Regions from separate parts of the Mus musculus genome. Here regions 2, 3 and 4 are each linked to region 1. The links are chromatin contacts, called in public HiChIP or PLAC-seq and promoter capture Hi-C maps. All regions are on one chromosome and are shown on one strand. The core of a region is the stretch at or near the end of the contact, and the rest is flanking DNA. Distances in the headings are between cores, read along the strand shown.

Evidence for each region. Promoter capture Hi-C pulls out the DNA fragments that hold promoters and counts their contacts. HiChIP or PLAC-seq counts read pairs in DNA pulled down with a chosen protein or histone mark.
Region 2: a FOXA1 HiChIP or PLAC-seq map of pancreatic cancer cells shows a contact between it and region 1. The contact joins the promoter of Anks4b here to the promoter of Mosmo in region 1.
Region 3: a contact with region 1 is called in a promoter capture Hi-C map of stem cell-derived epiblast-like cells, with 2.6 times the contacts expected there. The contact joins the promoter of Igsf6 here to the promoter of Mosmo in region 1. A contact is called at or near these places in 7 of 39 promoter capture datasets (3T3-L1-derived adipocytes, embryonic stem cells, hippocampal neurons and 4 more), 1 of 484 Hi-C or Micro-C datasets (CD4 T cells), 1 of 115 datasets of contacts at active chromatin or transcription factors (bone marrow-derived macrophages) and 1 of 9 other capture datasets (adipose tissue).
Region 4: a contact with region 1 is called in an H3K27ac HiChIP or PLAC-seq map of embryonic stem cells, with 3 times the contacts expected there. The contact joins the promoter of Abca15 here to the promoter of Mosmo in region 1. A contact is called at or near these places in 1 of 39 promoter capture datasets (stem cell-derived epiblast-like cells) and 1 of 115 datasets of contacts at active chromatin or transcription factors (embryonic stem cells).

The regions. Positions count from the first base shown.
Region 1 is chr7:120,676,277-120,678,922 of GRCm38.p6, reverse strand. Mosmo (modulator of smoothened) reads right to left here and starts at 1,303. Exons shown (of 3, transcript NM_001164580.1): 1 at 1,053-1,303. The coding sequence starts at 1,158. It also overlaps a transcript of Pdzd9 not described here.
Region 2 is chr7:120,172,509-120,175,154 of GRCm38.p6, reverse strand. It overlaps Anks4b (ankyrin repeat and sterile alpha motif domain containing 4B), which reads right to left and starts at 1,297. Exons shown (of 2, transcript NM_028085.2): 1 at 1,073-1,297. The coding sequence starts at 1,236.
Region 3 is chr7:121,073,237-121,075,882 of GRCm38.p6, reverse strand. Igsf6 (immunoglobulin superfamily, member 6) reads left to right here and starts at 1,353. Exons shown (of 6, transcript NM_030691.1): 1 at 1,353-1,444. The coding sequence starts at 1,378. All of the region lies in intron 4 of Mettl9 (methyltransferase like 9), which reads right to left.
Region 4 is chr7:120,327,347-120,329,992 of GRCm38.p6, reverse strand. It overlaps Abca15 (ATP-binding cassette, sub-family A (ABC1), member 15), which reads right to left and starts at 1,309. Exons shown (of 31, transcript NM_177213.3): 1 at 1,169-1,309.

The DNA of each region.
Region 1 (2,646 bases), core at 54-2,553:
TTAGAAAGTCTCACAAAGGAGTCTCTACACATACAGTCAGAGTAAAAACAACGGTGATAATGAACTGAATGTCTGTTCACACATATAGTCAAGTACACTGTCTGGAGTCAGCAACACTTTCAGAAACAGCCCACAGGTATTACCAAACTCCACATGATTCCCAAACTCTCTTTTTATGTGTTACAATTAACAGCTCTGCTAAAACTCTACAGCCAAGACAAGTGGAATTCTTCAGTGTTATGTTAATAACCAGTACATCTGGCAGCATGATTTTGTGTTACTAGGTCTAGGTTAGAGAGGAAGAAGAAAGCAACAAATGTCCCAGCTACCGTTTTGTTTTGTTTTGTTTTAAGAGCTAAAAATATTGCTGGATAAATTGAGAACCCTATGCGGCACTTAAGAAGTTTGACAGCACAACGATACATTTTATAAGAAATCATTTGAAGGGTCCCACTCCTCATTCCCCTTCACCTTCGCTGAACAAGCAGTTCAAATACAAGACCGTTCCTTAATTCTGAGCAGTTCTCCTGACAGCTGTGTACATTAATTAAAGGTTTGGTCTCGCAGGTCTAGGTGAGAAAGAGAGAAGCAAGGGAGGGCTGGAGCTGAGAACCCTGCCAGCGCATTCACCTGGGATACCCTTCGGAAAGATGCCCGCCTCTTTCTTGAGGACACCCCACACACACACACACACACAGACACCCGCCTCCAGCGCCAACGTTCCAGCAGGCACTGCCTCTGGGGCTGCCTGCGACTCTAATGTGTTATTTAATTTTCTAACTACTATTAAGATATCTCCAGCGCGCGCGTGTGTGCGTGAGATGCGCTGGAATGAAAGATGCTCCATAAAATGAAGTTTATTATTAGTATTATTATAGCTCCCCCCAGGCCTAAAAATAAAGCAAAGACTATAACCACAGACACTTCAAAGGGGAAAGGGGGAGCCACGGCAAACAGCCTCCGCCGGCCCCCCCACCCCGGCGCCGACCTTTAACCCTCGGGATCGCCGACCCGGGGGACCGCCACCCTCCCGGCCCGCGCACGCCGCTCACCCGCCGACTCCCCGGTGTTGATCCAGTCCGGGTTGGCGATGCTGGCGATGGCGAAGATATCGGCGGCCAGAAAGAGACATCCTGAGATGATGGTCAGTTTATCCATCGCCCCGCCCCGCTCCCCCCACCCCCCACCGCAGGGCAGGCCGCGGCCTCACTCCTCGCGCCCCATGGGCCGCCGGGCCCCGGGGTCCCCGCGCCGCCGCCCTCGGCCCTCGGCCCGCGCCGCGCGCTCGCGCCCTCCGCGCCGGGACCCGCAGCCGCCGCCCGCCCCGGAACTGCTCGGCCCGCCCGCCCCTCACCCGGAAGCGAAACCGCGCGCCGGCCGGCGGCGCCCAGGACTGCCCTGCAGAGCCTTCCCGAGGGGGCGTCGGCTCAGCCCGGCGCTCGGGGCTGCTACGGTGGTTCGGGTCGGAGACCCCTGAGATCTTAAAGATTTGTCCAGTGAGAATTAGGTGCAGACTGTTCCAGAGACAAGGAAACAGTCACTGGGGAGAGAGAAAGTGGATGTCAGGTTCAGGGACCTGCAGAACGGCCCGTGTGACTAGAGAGTGAGTGGCAGGAGAAAAGGTAGGCAGAGGCCAGAGGTGGCATTCGGGGTGGGCACGCGCCTACGAATCCCAGCTCTCGGGAAGCGGAAGCTGGAAAGACACCAGTTCCATGACAACCTAGGCTAAACAGGGAGATCCTGTCTTTAAATTCACCAAATGTGTATTTGGATTTTGTTCCAGATGCAATGGGAAGGAACTGGAGGATTTTCGACCAGGATAGTGACATGACCTTATTTGGTTTGTGAAGATCTGTGGTATAAATAGATTATAATGGGGGGAGGGGCAGCGAATGTAGGGACACCAGAAATGGCCCCGCAGTCTAAGACAGAGAATTGTGGTTTTTAGTTATGGTAGTCAAGAAAGAGAAAAATGAGCAGATGTGTGTGTTTTGCAGACAGAAGGAAGAACTTGCTGATAACAGAGAAAGCGATGAAGAATAACCTGAAATGTTTGTTAGTTTGCCCCTACCAGGTGTTTAGTGATATTTACAGAGTAAGGTTGTGGGGAGAGCCTTAGATTTAGTGCATAAACAGGAAACAATAATATGAATTGTTATAATAACAGGATTTGTCTACGATTTTGCTACCCCCTGGAGGTTTCCTTCCACCGTGGCTCTCTGCTAAATCACCATTAACCCTGACTTTATATCCATCTCTTTCTTAGCACTCCATAGAGCAAATGGAGATGATTTTTCTACTTAAGTACCACCTAAGCTATCTCTAGAAAGACCTAGAAGAGCGACTTTTGTCTCTATTTTTGGGATGCCTACATGTCCACAAAACTCAGGAGGTTTCAAATTCCACCAAATCCAGCATCCTTTCGTAATGGGCACCAGTGCCACCACGTAGATTGGGGAAAATGGAGTTGATTGCTGGTCTAAAGACTTTTCAGCCCAAACATTGGTCTCTTGGGGCAAGTATTTTTTTAAAAGTGCATATTTAATTACATAATTTATTTTTCCTCTGCCATTGACACTGACTCAGGTAATTCATGTTTCCTGGGGATCCAGATAGAATGCCTATCAGTTGCTGCAGTAGCTCTTC
Region 2 (2,646 bases), core at 48-2,547, 500 kb after region 1:
AAGGCTCCTGATAGTCTGGTCTTATGGCTTAGGTTCTGTCCCTGTGCAGGTCAGGTCCAGCCAAGCTCAATGTCTTCCATCCTCGGAATGCACAGTGTTCTGCCTTAGGGGGAAAACACTTCCCTCCACCTCGATCAGCTCCTTGTCTTTCTAATGTCAGCTTAATTTCCCTTCCCTGGCACGAGCTTTATCACATCTACCCAAAGCCGCTCGCTTGGCTTCCCCTCTCAGATCTGATTGCCACAGGAACACTAGGATGTTCTGTTGATCAGCACCATCTGGGCAGCACCAAAAATATATGAGAAGAATTGGAATCAGAGGAGGAAGGAGTGGAAGAAAGAGAAAGAGGAAGAAGGAGAGAGAAGGAGGAGAGGTGGACTGTCACCTGCCAGATGCTAAATATGCACTGTCCTGGAATCACTTGGCTCTCTTACTCTTTACCTCCCCTCCCGTCCTCCCACTCCCACTCCTCTCATTCTCCCAGACTCCTCTTTCGCTCCATTTCTGCCCATCTTAAGTCGTAGCTGCCTACCCTGACTAGCCCTCTGGCAATGAGCAGGACAAGCAGAATAAAAGAGTTAGCAAAGACTTGAATTTAAAGGTAAGGGATGGTGTGTGTATGTGTGTGTGTGAAGATTGAAGACTCATTTTATAGCTTGTAAAGCCAGAAATTTCATTCAAAAATTCAGCTTACACCAAGGCCGAGTGTTCATAAAAGATAGTTTTTAGTGACACAATTGAAAACGTAAAATAAAGCCATGTCCTAACCAAGGAGGATGACTGAACCAAAAAGCATGGTGACCTCTTTTTAAGGAGTTAACCATTTCAATTCCATGGATATGACTTTCAGGGCATATAGTTCCAATGCCTACCCCCACCCCTCTGCCTGAGTGACTCCTAAATGGCTGTTTTCACAGGGAAAGAAACCATACCTAGCTTAGTCTTGACTCTTTCTCTAAAAGCCAAAGACTTAGGGAGCCTAGAAAGAAGTAAAATGTCTTCGTGGATGTCTCTGTCTCTTACTGCCGGTGTGGTACTCCCCACCCAGGATACCCTAACAGGAATCACTCACCCTCTACTGCAGATTATTTCTAGGGCCTCGAGGTTGCCGTGGTAGGCTGCCAGGAGAGTGGGTGTCATGCCATCCTCATCTGAGAGATTCAGATCACGCTTGGTGGCCTCCTTCAGAAGTTCCAGGTAGCTGTCACTCGCTGCTTGGTGATAGCGGGTAGACATTTTTTCTGCCCACCAGAGCTTGGCCAGGTAGGAGTCTTTGTCTAGGCAGAGCTGGTAACACAGTCTTCCAACAGGGCTGGTTAATCAGTGACGGGGAGTATCACCCCAGGCCAAAGTTCACTCCGGCCTTGCTCCTTGGAAGGCAGCCAGCCAGGAAGACCTGCAATCCTGGACTTGGGCCTTTCCTTTGGGGACCAACCATGGCAATGACCACTGAGGCCTGACAGGTGTGTCATGAGTGTGGTGAAGCACGTTTAATCTTTACTGTGTCCATTAACTAGTGTCAGATGTGATACTGACCACCCACTCACAGAATATGGGAAATAATCTCAAAAAACTCTGAACTGTTTAAGTTCACTTGGGTGGGAGAAGGGGTGTTTTAATAGATTTTAGGGGGTCTAATTTGTACAACTTGAATTTAGCCATTTGAAGTATAAAATAAAAGATCTTAGTAAATTTACAGTTGTGAAATCTTTGCTATAACATGGAGGAGAGAAGGCCGATTGACAGGCCAGAAGACAAACAGGTCACTCTCCAGGAACTGCCACAAAAAAGCTTGGTCTAGAGAGTGTCACAAAAAGGAAACAGCACTTTCTTTTTTAAAAATCTTTTATAAATATTTCTATTATACATAAATACACATATGTCATTATATATACATATATATGTATATGATTAATATTTATAGATATTTTTAAATGATTCAAGTAGCAATACCCAGGCTATAGGAAAGAGAGGAATTGATGTTAGGGTTTTTTAATTGGTTATTTTGTTTATTTACAATTCAAATATTATCCCCTTCCCAGTTTCCCCTCCGAAAACCTCTATTCCATCTCCCCTTTCCCCTGCTTGCATAAGGGTGCTATCCCACCTACCTACTCCTGCCCCACCTCTCTAGCATTCCCCTATGCTGGGGCATCAAGCCTTCACAGGACGAAGGGCCTCCCCTCCCAGTGATGCCAGATAAGGCCATCCTCTGCTACATATGCAGCTGGAGCCATGGGTACCTCCATGTGTTCTCTTTGGTTAGTAGTTTAGTCCCTAGGAGCTCTGGTGGGTCTGGTTGGTTCATATTGTTGTTCCTCCTATGGGGTTGCAAACCCCTTCAGCTCCTTTAGTCCTTCCCCTAACTCCTCCATTGTGGTCCCTGTGCTCAATCTGATGGTTTGACTGTGAGCATTCACATCTGTACTGCTCCCAGCTCTGGCAGAGCCTCTCAGGAGGACAGCTATACCAGGCTCCTGTCAGCAAGTGCTTCTTGGCATCAGCAATAGTGTCTGGGTTTGGTGTCTGCAGATGGGATGGATCCCTAGGTAAGGCAGTCTCTGGATGACCTTTCCTTCGGTCTCTGCTCCACCCTTGTCCCTGTAGGAAACAGCACTTTCTGGTTGCAGAATGATGTAAGTGAAT
Region 3 (2,646 bases), core at 104-2,603, 400 kb before region 1:
GCTGCCTGTGTGGCTCAGAAACTAGTCAGTGAATACTGAATATGGGGTTCACTTGTATTTGAAAGGAGATTTGGACATACGAGATCACGTACACTTACTCAACTTCCTGTCTAGAAGTTGCCTGGCTTAAAATTAAAATAGGCTCATGAGAAATTTCTATCCACAGAAACACAAGTGCTTTTCAGGAGAAGCTGACCCATTTCCTAAGTCATCTGTCAATCCCTTCCAAGCCTATGGGCAGTAGGAGCCTGGGCTGTGGGAAGCAGGCCAGGTCTGTTCCCTGCAAGCCACACTCTGACTACAAACAGACAATGCCAAAAGTGCACTTAGGTGTGCTCTTAGAGGCTGTGGTGACATGCCACTAAATTCATAGTGAGGCTTCTGATGCAGCGTGTGATAGAGCACGGGGAAAGGGAAGAGTACACACGTTTCAGTGGCCAGCACTGCATTCTCTCCCTGTCAGGGGAGTTCGTTCTTGGAGGGCGGGGAAGCTGCTTTTCTGGGCTTCCTTGAAGCAGGGTACCGGTGCCACACCTTAGCCTGTTGCCAAGACTGGAATGAGCTGGTGACCCAGAATAAAACAAGGCTTTTTGCCAAGTGCAAGCACTAATATCAAGTGGCTAGGGAGGTGGGCTGATGAGTGGGTGCTAATGACAGAATTTGCAGCACGTAGTACCCATCATCAGACCAGTTTCCCAGTGTGACTCAAGCTCCTCTTGACCTGGAGTTCACATGGTTCTCCAGGCCTTCTGAGACTCCAGGAGCCACTTCAAGTCCTGTTAACAAGTCTCTTTTTGCTGATCAGCTGAGTTCCTGATACTTACAAAGAACCACTTGACTAGTAAAGGCTGGGGGAGAGGGGGTGCTGTGTGTGACTCAGACCCAAAGCAAGCACCAAGGGACATAGCCATTTTGCTTATCAACACCAAGAAATCTTTCAATGCAAGCCAGGCGCACAAGCTTAACAGCAGCTGTGTACCTTTTTACCATGCCGGATGCTCTGGTCACTCCCTGGGTTTTTCTCCCAGGACTACAGGAAACATGGCCTCTGCTGCTGCTGCTCACGTCTAACAGTTTCTGGCCCTGAGAGGCCCTCTGCAGTGGAGCACATCAGTAAGAGCACTCTAAAATGCCAGGCTCTGCTTGAGGAGTACTGACCTCCTGCAAGCTCCACAAAGAATATCAAATGCCCATGGCAGTTTCTAACATACACGCACGCTTAGACTGAAATCTCAACTCTAAATGGTGAAACTTATTACAAACCATTCTTACACAATTTCTAAAAGTTCCTGCTTGTGCTTCCTTAATATGAGTTCCTCTCTTTACTTCTTCCTTTCTGAAAGGAGAAAAGTGGAGAAGGCGGCACATGCAGCAGAGATGGGCCCCGTGAGTGCACGCAGGAGCCGCCTCCGGCCAGAGATCAGCCTGATCCTTTTCCAAGTCGGTAAGAAGGTCAAGCTTTCCTTTTCTCCAGCTCATTAAGTGACCGCTGCTTCTCGCCTTATCTGTGTACTTAAGCTCTTAGCACATAATTTAAGAAGGCAGCACTACAGTAAGTCGGGGGCTGGAGGAGGTCACTTCTCCCACAGAATTAGGTACTAAAGCATAGCTGAAGAAAGGTTTCCTACCGGCCCTTGGTTGTTGATGCTGCTTTGAGCACATCTCACCAGAGAGAATCTGTGACCACTTGTGCTAGTCACTCAGTCAATTCCCACACAGGCAAGCTCTGGACTAATGTACACTGTACAATATTAGCTTAATACTTTCATAGCACAATGTTTCTAAAGGCTGAAAAGAACTTGGATTTAAAGCTGTAACTTGACCTAGAGAAAAGTCACCTGATAAAATAACTAATCTTTAAATTCTATCTCTACCTGTTCTAGCACTATAAAAGTTATTTATTTCATCATAGTTTAAATAATCTAAGATTTGTCCACTAAATCTGGATTGCAGGGCAACAAATGGAGCCAATGTTCTTGTAATTAATTTTTTTCTCATCTGTAAATACATGGTAGAGTAGCCTAATGGTGGAGGACTTGCCAAGCATATGTAAGGGTCTGGGTTCACTCTCCAGCACACACAAGAAAAGGAAAGGAGAAATGCAGAGGGAGGGGAGATGGGGCACGGGGAGGAGGAGTGAGTGAATTATTCCTAAATGTTAACAGTGGCTCTTCTGGCTGAGGAACCACGGTGATGTCTTATACTGCTCTATTGTCTGCCATGACTATACACTACTTTTGTACAGAGCTTTGTTGGAGTTAGAGAAAAGCTTTATCTTCCCATCTGTATTGTGAAATGTCTGCAGATATAATAACAAAAGGAGGGGATGAGATAGTGAGGAGACCTGAAACAAGCCCCAGTTAATGAACGCTAGGCAAGGCTGGGTCTGTGTGCTACTTTTGTACGTTTGACATTTTCTATAATAATAAATGTTGGGCAGGGCAGTGGTGGCACAAACCCAGCACCTGGGAGGCAGAGGCAAGCGGATTCTAAGTTCAAAGCTAGCCTGGTCTACAGAGCAAGTTCCAGGACAGTCAGGGCTACATAGAGTAACCCTGTCTCAAAAATATCATGATAATAATAATAGTAATTGTTAGCTTCTGATGCTAATAGTAATAACAGGTGTTGGAGCTGGGGAGATATCTC
Region 4 (2,646 bases), core at 60-2,559, 350 kb after region 1:
GGTTAAAGCTTTATTGAATCTTAAAATGAGGATGAATCTGAAGGAGATGGGCTGTTTTGGGGACTATAATCCAGACTCAGGCACAGCAATCAAATCAGGGGCCCTGTTAGCATGTGCACACACAGACACACACACACACACACAGACACACACACACACACACACACACACACACAAACTCTTTGGAAAAAATGACGCTTGAGTAGACTTTATAACATTTTGGAAAATAACAGCAAAATGAAACATAACCATAATATTACTAGGAAAATCTCTACTACTGTCTTTAAATTTATTGATATTGTTGTTGTGCACGTGCAACACATGGCCATAAATAAAAATAAAAGTTAAAATAAAATTAAAGATACACCCCAAGCTAATGAAACCAAAAGAGTACAGAAGTAGCTGTGCTAGTTAAAACAGATACAAAGTCAGGCTTGGTGACACATGCTCATAATTTTAACTACTCAAGAGGCTGAGGTAGGTGCTTGTGGAGCTGGACCTGTATCATATATATTTTCTGATCACAGTGTTATGTAAGTTTGATATAAATAACAGGAAATACTTTTAGAAAATTCACAGATATATGGAAATTAGACACCATGCTTCTTGTGAGTAAAATCGTCAATGAAGGCTTTTTTTCCCCCAGAAAGCAATTACCGATGTCTTGAGACAAATGGAAATGGAAAAAAAACATACTAAACTTACAAGATTTAGCAAAATACTCACTCTTTAAGGGAAGTTTACAGGATTAAAATTTACATCCCAGACTTTCAGAGAAACAACTTGCCAGTATGTCAGGGAACGAGAATAACAAGAATAAAACTAAGTGAGCAGAAGAGTGAAGCTCGGGAGGCAACCAAATCCTACACAGCCCAGACATCTCTTTACTCTGTGTTCTGGGTAAAGGAAAAAATGTGGGGCTAATCCCCACCCTCTTTTAAGACAGTCTCATTGTGAAGATCTGGCTGGTCCACAACTCAAAGGGCAGTGATGGGGCATCCTGCCGTTTTGCCTTTGACCTCCTACACCCCGAGCTGTGGTTTTGGCATTATCCCCATTTCTATATAGAAAATGGCAAATAGCGAGAGAGACAGAGAGAAAGGGAGATTGAACTCCCAGGGTATCTGAAAGCAGTGTGAGAGCAGGGGACACACAAGGGAGGACTCACCACTACTGCTCTAGTTAAGCAACCTTAAACCACTTAGCGCCTTATCCACCGAAGAGCATCATATGGCCCAGTTCTGGAAGCTCTTCCTGCACACAAGCAAGGCCTTAGCTAACCGTCCTGTAGGGTAGTGCTCTTTCTTCCAAGATCGTGGCCCCGGATCGGATCTCGTGCAACGAATTAAAAGTACAGTCGTGGGTGGACCAGAGGCACGCGCCAAGTGCGGTGAGCCGTTGAGGAGAGTCAGGTGCAAGAAAAAAGATGGAGGCACGTGCTGGGGGAGGAACAGGGGATGGGCTGGGAGTAGGGGGAGCCAACAAAACAGAAGGATCACGGAGCATATGCCGAAACCATATATTTCTCCTGTTCTCCCAAGTGCAACAGTTCAGAGGGAAAGAGCACGGAAGCGGGTCTGGGAGGGCTCCTGGCGATAGATCAACAGTCATGCACTGTAGTTAGGAGATGAGTTACTAGAGCTAGCAAGCTCAACCTGGAGTCAGAGAGACCTGGCACAGAGCCCAGCACAGAGCCTGACTTGTTCCAAATCCTTCTCAGCAACGCCTATCATTCAGTCCACCATGCACCATTGTTCCTTTCCACACTTGGGATCCTCTGCCCACAGCCCCAGCAGTATAGTGTTTCACACACCCCTCTCTCCGTTCTCCCTCCCATCTCTCCGCTTCTCTGACTCTATGCTGCTCCCCAATCTGGGATATCTAGCCACTCTTCTCAGTTCCTTCCAAGTCCGTACTGACTTAACCATGAACCCGCGTGCAGGAGCTGCCTAAGCCCTTTGCCCTCAGCTCTCAGACTCCCCACCTGCTTCATCTGGGTTCATCCACTAGCCTGTCAATAGAGGTCGACTCCACCTCTATATCAAATATCCCAGTGCTGTACAGGTCCATGAATGCCCACTCTTCTTGCCTCTACCCATCCTGATACCCTCTTCCAGTGTGGTTTCATTTTAGAGTCACAGGCTCTGAGTTCTGACAGGCACCGCAAGTTATCTATCCTTGACGTGCATGATAGGGATTTATTGTTGCATGGCGCTAAAAGGAGCGGGAACTAATGTGACATTACACTTTGTCAGGAGAGGGCGCTGGAAGAACACCATAGAAGCTTCTCTCCCGGGTTATCTTCTGCTTCACTTTTTTTTTTTTTTTTTTTTTTTTTAATTGGCTCTGGCCTGGTAACTTGCCAAGCAGCAGCTTGGACAGCATACTCCCCCAAAATCCCCACCCCTGCTCCCTCACCCCCGCACTTACAGTCCAGGACCATCAGGGCCACAGCTGTCTGGCTCTCAGCGAGAGGCTGCCAACAACCCAGCCTCAACAGCTGTTTCCAGTTCAGGCGCTCAGGTATTCAGCCCTTGAAGAATCCGCGTCGCGGAGCGGACGCGGCTACCCTGTGCTTGTTCCTTGGATGTTTTCATTCATCAGCGATAGTGCCGAGAGTTCATTTAAATATCTTCAATAAACTTT